3 separate regions of the Lactuca sativa genome follow, and regions 1 and 2 are each linked to region 3. Evidence: chromatin contacts called from public Hi-C data. All regions are on one chromosome and are shown on one strand. The core of a region is the stretch at or near the end of the contact, and the rest is flanking DNA. Distances in the headings are between cores, read along the strand shown. Region 1 holds the start of LOC111899882 (vacuolar fusion protein MON1 homolog). Region 2 holds the start of LOC111899881. Region 3 holds the start of LOC111899880 (60S ribosomal protein L12).

What was found. Hi-C and Micro-C count contacts between places; a contact is called where the count stands out from the background.
Region 1: a Hi-C map of leaf shows a contact between it and region 3, with 8 times the contacts expected there. The contact joins the promoter of LOC111899882 here to the promoter of LOC111899880 in region 3. A contact is called at or near these places in 3 of 4 Hi-C or Micro-C datasets (bud and leaf).
Region 2: a Hi-C map of leaf shows a contact between it and region 3, with 9 times the contacts expected there. The contact joins the promoter of LOC111899881 here to the promoter of LOC111899880 in region 3. A contact is called at or near these places in 2 of 4 Hi-C or Micro-C datasets (both in leaf).

What each region holds. Positions count from the first base shown.
Region 1 is chr2:193,158,813-193,161,810 of Lsat_Salinas_v11, reverse strand. It overlaps LOC111899882 (vacuolar fusion protein MON1 homolog), which reads left to right and starts at 1,692. Exons shown (of 14, transcript XM_023895767.3): 1 at 1,692-2,446. The coding sequence starts at 1,955.
Region 2 is chr2:193,209,462-193,212,572 of Lsat_Salinas_v11, reverse strand. LOC111899881 reads left to right here and starts at 1,539. Exons shown (of 1, transcript XM_023895765.3): 1 at 1,539-2,495. The coding sequence starts at 1,701. The coding sequence ends at 2,186.
Region 3 is chr2:193,339,735-193,342,837 of Lsat_Salinas_v11, reverse strand. It overlaps LOC111899880 (60S ribosomal protein L12), which reads right to left and starts at 1,291. Exons shown (of 1, transcript XM_023895764.3): 1 at 613-1,291. The coding sequence starts at 1,208. The coding sequence ends at 708.

The sequences.
Region 1 (2,998 bases), core at 443-2,942, 180 kb after region 3:
GAAACCAAATCTTTTTTTTAATTTCTAGAGCTTATTCTTTATCGAAAAAAAAAATCTAAATTCATATATTAACATTGTGAATGTGAAAAATATTTTTCGGATTCACCATGTGAATCCGGATTCACGTTGTGAATTTTCGAAGATTCACATTGTGAATTTGACGTAAAAAACAATTCGAATTTTATATCATTGGAAAAATGATAAAATATTATGAATTTCTGTATTTTTAGTTTTTTTTTTATAAAAAATAAGTTCTAAAAGTTGAAAAAAAGATTGGTTCCTTGGCTAATTATGGTTCTCTATAAATGGTTAATAGATTTTTATCATTATATGCTTAAACTTCAACATAAGACATGTGACCTAAGGAAATATAATGAGAGCAAAAACCGCACCGCAACTAAAATTAACCGCATAAACCGCAACCCCAATAAAAACCGATGATAAGGTTTTCTGTTTTTCAAAAACCGCAAATTTGCGGTGCGGTGCGGTTATTAATTTCTAAAAACCGCAAAAAAACCGCACCGCACCGCATATATTATATACATTTTTTTTATCAATTATTAATTTATTAAGTATTAAAAATAAGACAAGTTTCATGAATGAAATAAAGATAAAATACTATAAGACAAAAGTGTTGGTTTTTTTTTTTATGTTTAAATTTGAAAAATGATGAACTTAGACAATTTTAAGATATTTCTTGCTAATTACTATTGATTTGACATTTTTAAGATATTAGTTGTTTGTAGTTTAAGTTAAATAGTAAATTGTCTTATACCTTATGATTTTTTTTATTATTACAAGTAATATGTTTGAACTCTTAAAACTATTTGAGCTCTAAACTGTGGTTAAAAACGACACAAAATAATCACACCAAATTCATGCGGTTAATAACCGCAACACAGAAAAAACAAAACCGCACCGCAAAAATAACCGCCTAACCGCACCGCAAAACACAACCGCACCATGCGGTTTTGAAAATGAATTAACCGCATTTGCGGTTAGTGGTGAGGTTTTGACTAATAACCGCACCGAATCGCACCGCGTTCACCCCTAATAATGACGGTTAACACGGTATGCAGAAAAAAAAAAAAACGGAAGATCTTTTTTTTTTTTTTTTTGAAAAACCAAATGTTTGATTTTTGGTTATTAGAAAAAAAAAATCAAAATTTCCTTTTAAATTTGATTTCTTATAAGTAAAAGTTGAATCGAACCCAAATACCCAAAACTGTTATATGTTTACTTTTATTATTATATTAAAAAATCAAACTGAAAAAAAATGTTTTTTTTTTTTTTTTTTTCTGAAAACCAAAAATCAGTACGTTAGTTTTTCAAATTTGGTTTTTCTATTTTTTTGGGGGGTTTGGTGTCGTTCGATTTTTTTGCACACCTCTATAAATACGAACTTCATATTTCCTTTAATCATGTATGTGGATTGAGGATGCAAAAATACACTGAAGATGGTTAAAAAACTACATGATGCAATGATGCATTATGAAAAAATGATTTTTAGAATAATGATTTGTTTTGAAAACAGAAAACCTTTTCAAATATAAATGACTTTTTGGAAAATCATTTTAAATATGAATGGTACTTTTAAAACTTCTATAAATTTAAATGATTAATTTCCGAACAATACTTTTTCAGATAAAAAATTCATATTTAAAGAACGTTTGTTTCTGGTTAATTGTATTTCCTGCCAAAATAGAAGTTACGACTACGATCCCTTTTTAATTCATCGGGGCTAAGCAAATTTGGTTGGTATGGTTACGGGTTACCGACCCGTATTTGTTTCTCTGGTCGACTGAAAGTTTCCAACGGACGAAGATCCCGAGTTGTCGACGCTGATGCCATTGCTTCCCGCTCCTCTTTCTCTCTACTCAAAACCCTAAATTCTCCTTTTGCTGAAACCTAACAGTCACATTTGGAAGTATCTATTCATAGATTATCCCCTTCCATGACGTCAAATGCGAGCTCTTCGTCATTCTCCGACGAGGACGAAGAATCCGCCGGCCAAAAACCTAAAACCGGTTCAATTGATTACTCCCCGGACGCTATCGAAAACCAGTTGCCATCAATCGCATTGAACACTTCAATTGACGAAGAAAAGGTATCAGTTGCTGATGATCATCACGAACCTGTCACGGAGATCGCCAGGGGATCTTCGAGGGAAATTGAACCGGAAAGGCTGATAAGTTCGACTGGGGAGAGTAACCTGTCCACGGAGACGGGGGTGTGGAGGAATAGTTCGAAGGTGGAGGTAGATGGGGCTACGTCAAGCCCATGTAGCAGTGGGTATGCCGGTGAGATGGGTACTAGTAGTGGTACCGCTAGTACGTCTGGAGCTGATGATATTCAGGAGCTTCGGAATAATAGTTCTTCCGTGGGTAACGATGGAGAGGTGTTGCATTCTGCTCAATGGGTTCCTGGTAAACGGCACGTTGATGAGGTGAGTAAGTTTTTGAGGCATCAATATGTGTTCTTTAATTTCCGGTAACCGTTACTTTTTCAAGAAAAGTGATTGAAAATTATCAATCACACTGAATTGAGTAGTTGTTTCTAATTCTCGGCTGTTATTCTACAATTATTACAACTAACGTACATCCATAGTATCCAACTACCAGCATCCATGCAACTATTACTATTAAGTTCTGCATAGATATATCTTCCTGATAAGATAATCTATCAACATGTCCAACCGGTTTCCCATGAAATTAAAATTCTATGGTCACTTTACGACTTCTATCAAGCAGATACCATTGTATATGGATATGTTTTTAATTGTGTGTCTTTAGCTCATATACTCCCATTAATGTGGAATAAATCTCAGAAACCCATATATTGGGCTTGTTACCTATATGCATTAACATCACAAAATGCTATCTTGTTCTGTTTAGTTTTGGTTATTGTTTGTGATCCTTTTGGATGGATAGTGAGGAGATTCATGCCAAAAGTTGTATAGTCCTAAGGCTGGTGGCGAATTTTAAACCCGAAAAAGGAA
Region 2 (3,111 bases), core at 290-2,789, 130 kb after region 3:
CCATATCCTATATAAAGCAGGTATTTCTCAATAATGTTGTTTAAGGAATATAATGTTGTAAGTTAAGGACGATATGATTGCATTGTAACCAAATGATTTTGTATGTGCACAACTCTCTGCGTGTTTGCTCACGAGACATTGCACAAACATATGATTATCTTTATCATATTCGATTTCAGTTCATGTAGTTAACTCGTGTGTCATTAATCATCTTTAATAGGCATGTCATATGAGAGATTGAGAGATCCAAATACAAACGGACATAACAAATAGTCGACTCAACTATCCATGACGTTTTGGCAGATACGAGTTAACACGATCTCAAACATACTTTGATATCCAAATTTTACACGTACACAGGTTGCCCATTGTTTGATTCTTTTCTTTCTCAAATTTGGTTCTTTTGGTCTTGATTCTTTATTAGACATGTTTTCTTCAACATTCATAAATATTATGTGCAACATCTTGCCTTCTATAAACAATAAACCTCCTTTCCATATCTCCTTTTTATAAATGAATTTCAATGATTTATAATTTCACGTTTATATAGTTTTGATTGAGTTGTTATTGAAGATCCATTGACAAATTAGCCCTCAAGTCTCGCGTTTTGAGTCTTAAGAAAGGAATATTTGATTAAAAAACCCAAATCGATTAGATGCTTCTAATATTTTAAGTTTCTGTTATATGTTTAAACAAATATATATCTAGTAATCACATTTACAATCATATAATCTCTCTCTCTCTCTCTCTCTCTCTCTCTATATATATATATATATATATATATATATATATATATATATATATATATATATATATATATATATATATATATATATATATATATATATATATAAACGTAAAGGGCTCATTTATGTGTATAGAATCAAAAAGTATATCACAACTAATTTGTGAATATATGGTTTGTTAAAAGCAAATAATATAATTATTATTATTATAATAATAATAATAAAATAGACTACGATAAAGATTGGTGTTGTGGCGCATTTGAGAGAGAGCTACAAGAAAAGCCAGTTGTCACAAGTGAACCCTCGACGGTCGACGGACCCAATGGGTCTCCCTTCACGTGCCTTTTTCACTAACTTACGCATCCAGATGGCACAATAAGCAAGCGGACACGCGTCTTCATCTTGTTTATCCAAAAACCGGGGACCACACATTTCCATGTATCGGAGAAGCAGCATACCAGATGATCAATCCCCCCACGCAGCCTCGAGTCGCGACAAATAAATTCAAAACTGTAATTCCTATTTTACCCCTTACGCCCAACATTCAAAATCTGTTAGCGAGTACGACACGTGTCCTACGGTCAAATTGGATAAAGTTAAGGTAACTAATTATTGCGGCCCCGTCAATCTAACCAATCACATTACACCACAAAATTAGAATTGGATAATGGATTTACCAGAATAAAATAAAATAATTATAAATTACAAAAATATAGTTACCAAAATACGAATATGGTCTTCATTTTGGACGATATTATATTAGCCTATTAGGTTTAAGAGAGAGAAAGAAAGCTTATCCATTGGGAAGCCTTTATAAAAGCAGACTAAAACGATCATTTGGTTCATCTTCATCATTCATCAACGATAGCAAAATACATTGATTCAGAAAAAGTTTTGAGACATATTCGAATTTTGTTCAGAGAGTAAACTACTTTCATTTTTCAATCCATTGTAATGGCGGCATCCAAGAGTTACTATGCTAGAGCTAGACCAAGCTACCGGTTCATCTCCGACGAAAGGAACAGTGCCGTCGGATCGGATTCGTTGTTTGAGCTCGACGAATCGGATGTCTGGAATGTTTCCGTGTCTCCGGAGTTGCGTAAGACGGTGCCCGGTTCTCGGATCACGAAAAGGTCTTCGTCGGTGGCGGTGAAGCGAGGAGAGCTTGGAGGAACGGCATCGTCGATGCCGGTCAATGTTCCGGACTGGTCTAAGATACTCAAACAGGATTACATGGAGAATCGGAGGAGAGACAGTGACGACGATGATTTCGATGATGATGATAACTGCTCTGGAGATCGGATTCCGCCGCATGAGTTTCTGGCGAGGACTAGAATGGCGTCATTTTCCGTTCACGAAGGAATCGGGAGGACTCTGAAAGGAAGAGATCTGAGCAGGGTACGAAACGCAATTTGGGAGAAAACCGGGTTCGAAGATTAACCAAATTGATCCTTTTTCCATTTCTTCTTACTAAATATCTGCAGATGCGGAATCTTAACACTCAACAGAGAAATCTCCATCTCCATTTTTCTTCAAATTATTTATTGATCAACACAAGTAAATGCCCTTTTTGTGCCCCAATTCAGCAATCTCTTCGTTTTGGTCTGATTTTGCTTTTTTGTTAATTGTGATGGTGAATCCGTTTCTTGGACAGCCATGGGAAGCGAGAATCGGTAGTTAATTAAGATTTAAGAATGTAAATTCTGGATTTTGATATGAAATAGAAATTAGTTTTGAGTTTTGATGAAAGTGTTTCTGTTTGTTGTTTGAAGTTTTCAGATTTGTTGTTTCACCAGATAAAAATAAAGTGGAACAGTGAGGAAGCAGCATCCCAATTACGGGTTGGGTTCAAAAGTGTTAAAAGAATTTTTAGAGAGCATATTCGTATTAAACCATAAAAAAATAGGTAAATTATACGAATAGTCCCTCGTGTACATGCTAAAAAGCACTTTTAGTCCCTATTTTTAAAAATTAACTCGGACCGTCCCTCGTTTAGTTAAAAATTGCATACTTCATCCCTCATTAGTTTAAATTTGCATGTTTCATCCCTTACAAGACATAAAATGACTATTATGTCCTTTTATTTTTTTTTCCACTTAATTTATTGTGATAATAATTATTATTATTAATCTAAAAATAAAAGGCAAAATAGTGCAACCACCACGAACACACCACCTGCATCTCTCAGACACCATAATTCCATCGCCACCTTCCCAGCTCCAACATTATTAGACACCATAATTTCATCGCCACCTTCCCAGCTCCAACATTATTCGACCTTTCTTCCTTAATCAAACACCTTATACCACCTTAAAACCCACCACCAAATTCCTACCCCTCCTTTGCAAGGTTACACCACAATCGG
Region 3 (3,103 bases), core at 42-2,541:
ATAAAATCAACGATTTGATAGAAACAGTCAAGAAACAAAGTTTGTGTCTTGGTGTTTTAGACTTCAAAGATACGATGGTTCCTGGTTGAAGAACACATTGTGTGTGTGTCCATAAACCAATTTCAAAATTCCAAAAAGGAAAATCAAAACCCAAAAATCAAAAAAATCATGCATATGGAAATCTGAGTTCTTGAACATTTGGGTTTCATCTTCGGGTTTATTGTGTAATATATGTATTTGACTACATTTTTACCTATATGGCCACTAAGAAAAAAACAAGGTACTCCGAACAAAGTAATACATTACATATTCACACTTTGATGATTGAAGGTTATTCACAAATAGTTAATAAGTATAACTATGAAAATCCATTAGACTATTAGAGAGATAGGAAATGCAAATTCAGATTGTTATATTTTGTATCATAAAGAACAAGAGTGTTTATAAGAAGTTGATCAATTCATCGTTTGTGAGGTATGAAAAGTTCAAACTCTTAAAAAGTTTAAAATCTAGTTGAGTTTACTAGAGTTGCAATGCAAAAGTATATAGTGTTGCAGAATACTGACTTTTAACATCAAGCGGATGAAATTGATGATATAGTAGAAGCAAAGATGAAATCAAAATTCTCATAGCATTAAAGAACAGAAAGCAACTGAAGTTTAAACTATATCAAAAAACTAACAAAAATCCTCACCTGAATATATAAATCAATCCTGAGGAATCTCAACATCTCCGTCAGCAATTTCCTGCTGTAAATCCTTGGGATCTTTTCCATCAACAGTGCAGCCAACAGAAACACAAGTTCCGAGGATCTCCTTCACAGTTCCTTGCAATTCCTTAGCCATAGACCTAGGGCGCATAACCTTCGCGATCTCGATCACGTCATCGAGTGAAATATTCCCGCTGTGCTTAATGTTTTTCACCTTTTTACGGTCACGTTCAGGCTCCTTAAGCGCCTTGATGACCAGAGCGGCGGCAGAGGGTACGACGGAGACCTTAGCCTGACGGTTCTGTACGGTCAGCTTGACAGTGACTCTAAGACCCTTCCAGTCCTTGGCCGTTTCCTTGGCTATGTCTTCTCCGATCTTCTTCGGAGAGAGACCGAGTGGTCCGATCTTCGGAGCGAGAGAACTCGCTGCTCCGACCTCACCACCGGTGACGCGGACGTAAACATCGACGACTTGTGACGGATCAAACTTTGGCGGCATCTTCGCAGAGTAAGACTAGGGTTTTAGCAAGAGCGGGCGAGGTGATTTCGGCATGAAAACGAAGATTAGCAGAAAGACATAAGATTTAGGGTTTTGCAGAGTGGACTGAAATGCTCATTTCACGCTTCATGGGCTTTTAGGATTTGGTGTTTATTTAGGCCCATTTGACCAGTAGAACCATGAAAGTACGTGGATATTCTTTTTGCATTTATCAAAAAAAAAACTAAAACCAAGTGATTGTTTCAAAAATTAGCAAGGTTTTAAAAAGCTCGGGCTCCGTCATGGCGCGCCATGACTTCAAGGCCTGCACCTGCCGTCAAGTTTTGCCAAAACACCGCCTTAACTCATATATATGTATAAAAATTAATAATAGTTGAAAATACACATAAAAATATAAATTATATAGAAAATTGTCGCCTTAAGTCACGTCTTACAAACGCCGTGACTCGCCAAGGCTCGGAAAAACGTGAGGCTTGACATTGCCGCCAAGTCACGCCTTACGTTATTTAGAACCTTGAAAAGTAGTTTGAACCGATCACATTGAAAACCAAAGACACTAGTTGTTCAATAACAAGCGGTTTATGTTAATTATTAGGCCGAATCAAACCGAACGGTTTTTTCAAAAATCAGGTTAAACCAATGTGTTAGAATCAACAAAAAAAAATTGAATCGGTTTATTGTACTTTGATAGTTGGATTTCACGTAGCCCATTAGAAAAACAACTCATTTTTAAAGGATATTTGAATAACTCAATCAATCAAATTAATCGGAGTATACACCAATCAAAGGTTGATGCACATCACTGCAAGATGTCGGAAAAATGCTTGGTTTTATACTATATGTATGTATGAATAGAAAATACATAAAAAAATATGGAGGTGGGATTGAACCAGTCGAACTATAACCGGTCACCAAACCGGTTCAACTAAAATTTGGTTGTTGTTAAACCGTTATCATTTCCTGTTCTCGATCTGACCAGTTCGAACCAGTTTTAAAACATTGGTTAGTTTCATTTTTTGGATTGATGCAAAAAGACTTGTATGTACAAAATGTATAAACACGATTATAGTACTTTCAAAAACTCATTTGTGTAACACTCGGTTTCGAATCGTTTCATTATCTGGGGTCGTGGCCCAATTATTGGTTATCATAAGGCTTAGGGCCTTGGGGAAGAAGGGAATTGCCCGTTTTTGGATGTGGGTGTATGGAATAAGTAATCCGAGTGTTTGTTTGTGTTTAGGAGCCCAGGGGTATAATCGTAAATTGGCCGCTCGGTCCTTTATGGATTTTAAGTTTCTGTTCGGGAAGTTTTTAGGCAAACGTAAGTTGATAGAAGTGTACGGCTTCTCGTCACCTTTTCGTGGATATAAAGTTCATCGGAAACGAACTTAGAACGAGCGTACTAAGAGGTACGCAGGGCATACTCCCTTCAGCATTAAACCATAATTTTAGGGTTTTACCCTTATATAAGATCATTATATCCTTCCTCTTGGCATTTTAAGTCAGCCTCCATCCCTTTTTGCATGCATTGAAACCCTAGAGTGCCTTTGGTAAGATTTGAAGCTTAGAAAAGTGTTTTATGGTGGTTTGTGAGAAGGTTGAAGACTCATTTCTTGGAGAGGAACTTAGATATCTAGTGTTAATGTCTTCATGTCGTGACTTTGGAGGTATAAAGTCCCTATCTTATCTACTCATTGTATAGATCTTCTTTTGGGTTTGTTTATGGTCATTTTAGCCTCTTTTGGTTGGTCCTTGTGAGCTAAGGTTGTTTCAGAGGCTTAATTTTGTAGATATGGACGTTTTAGGTGTCCCAAAGGCATAAAAATGTGATCTTGATGGTTTATTTGGACTCATGCATGTGTTAAGACCTTGTATTAAGCTTTTTTGAGCTATAT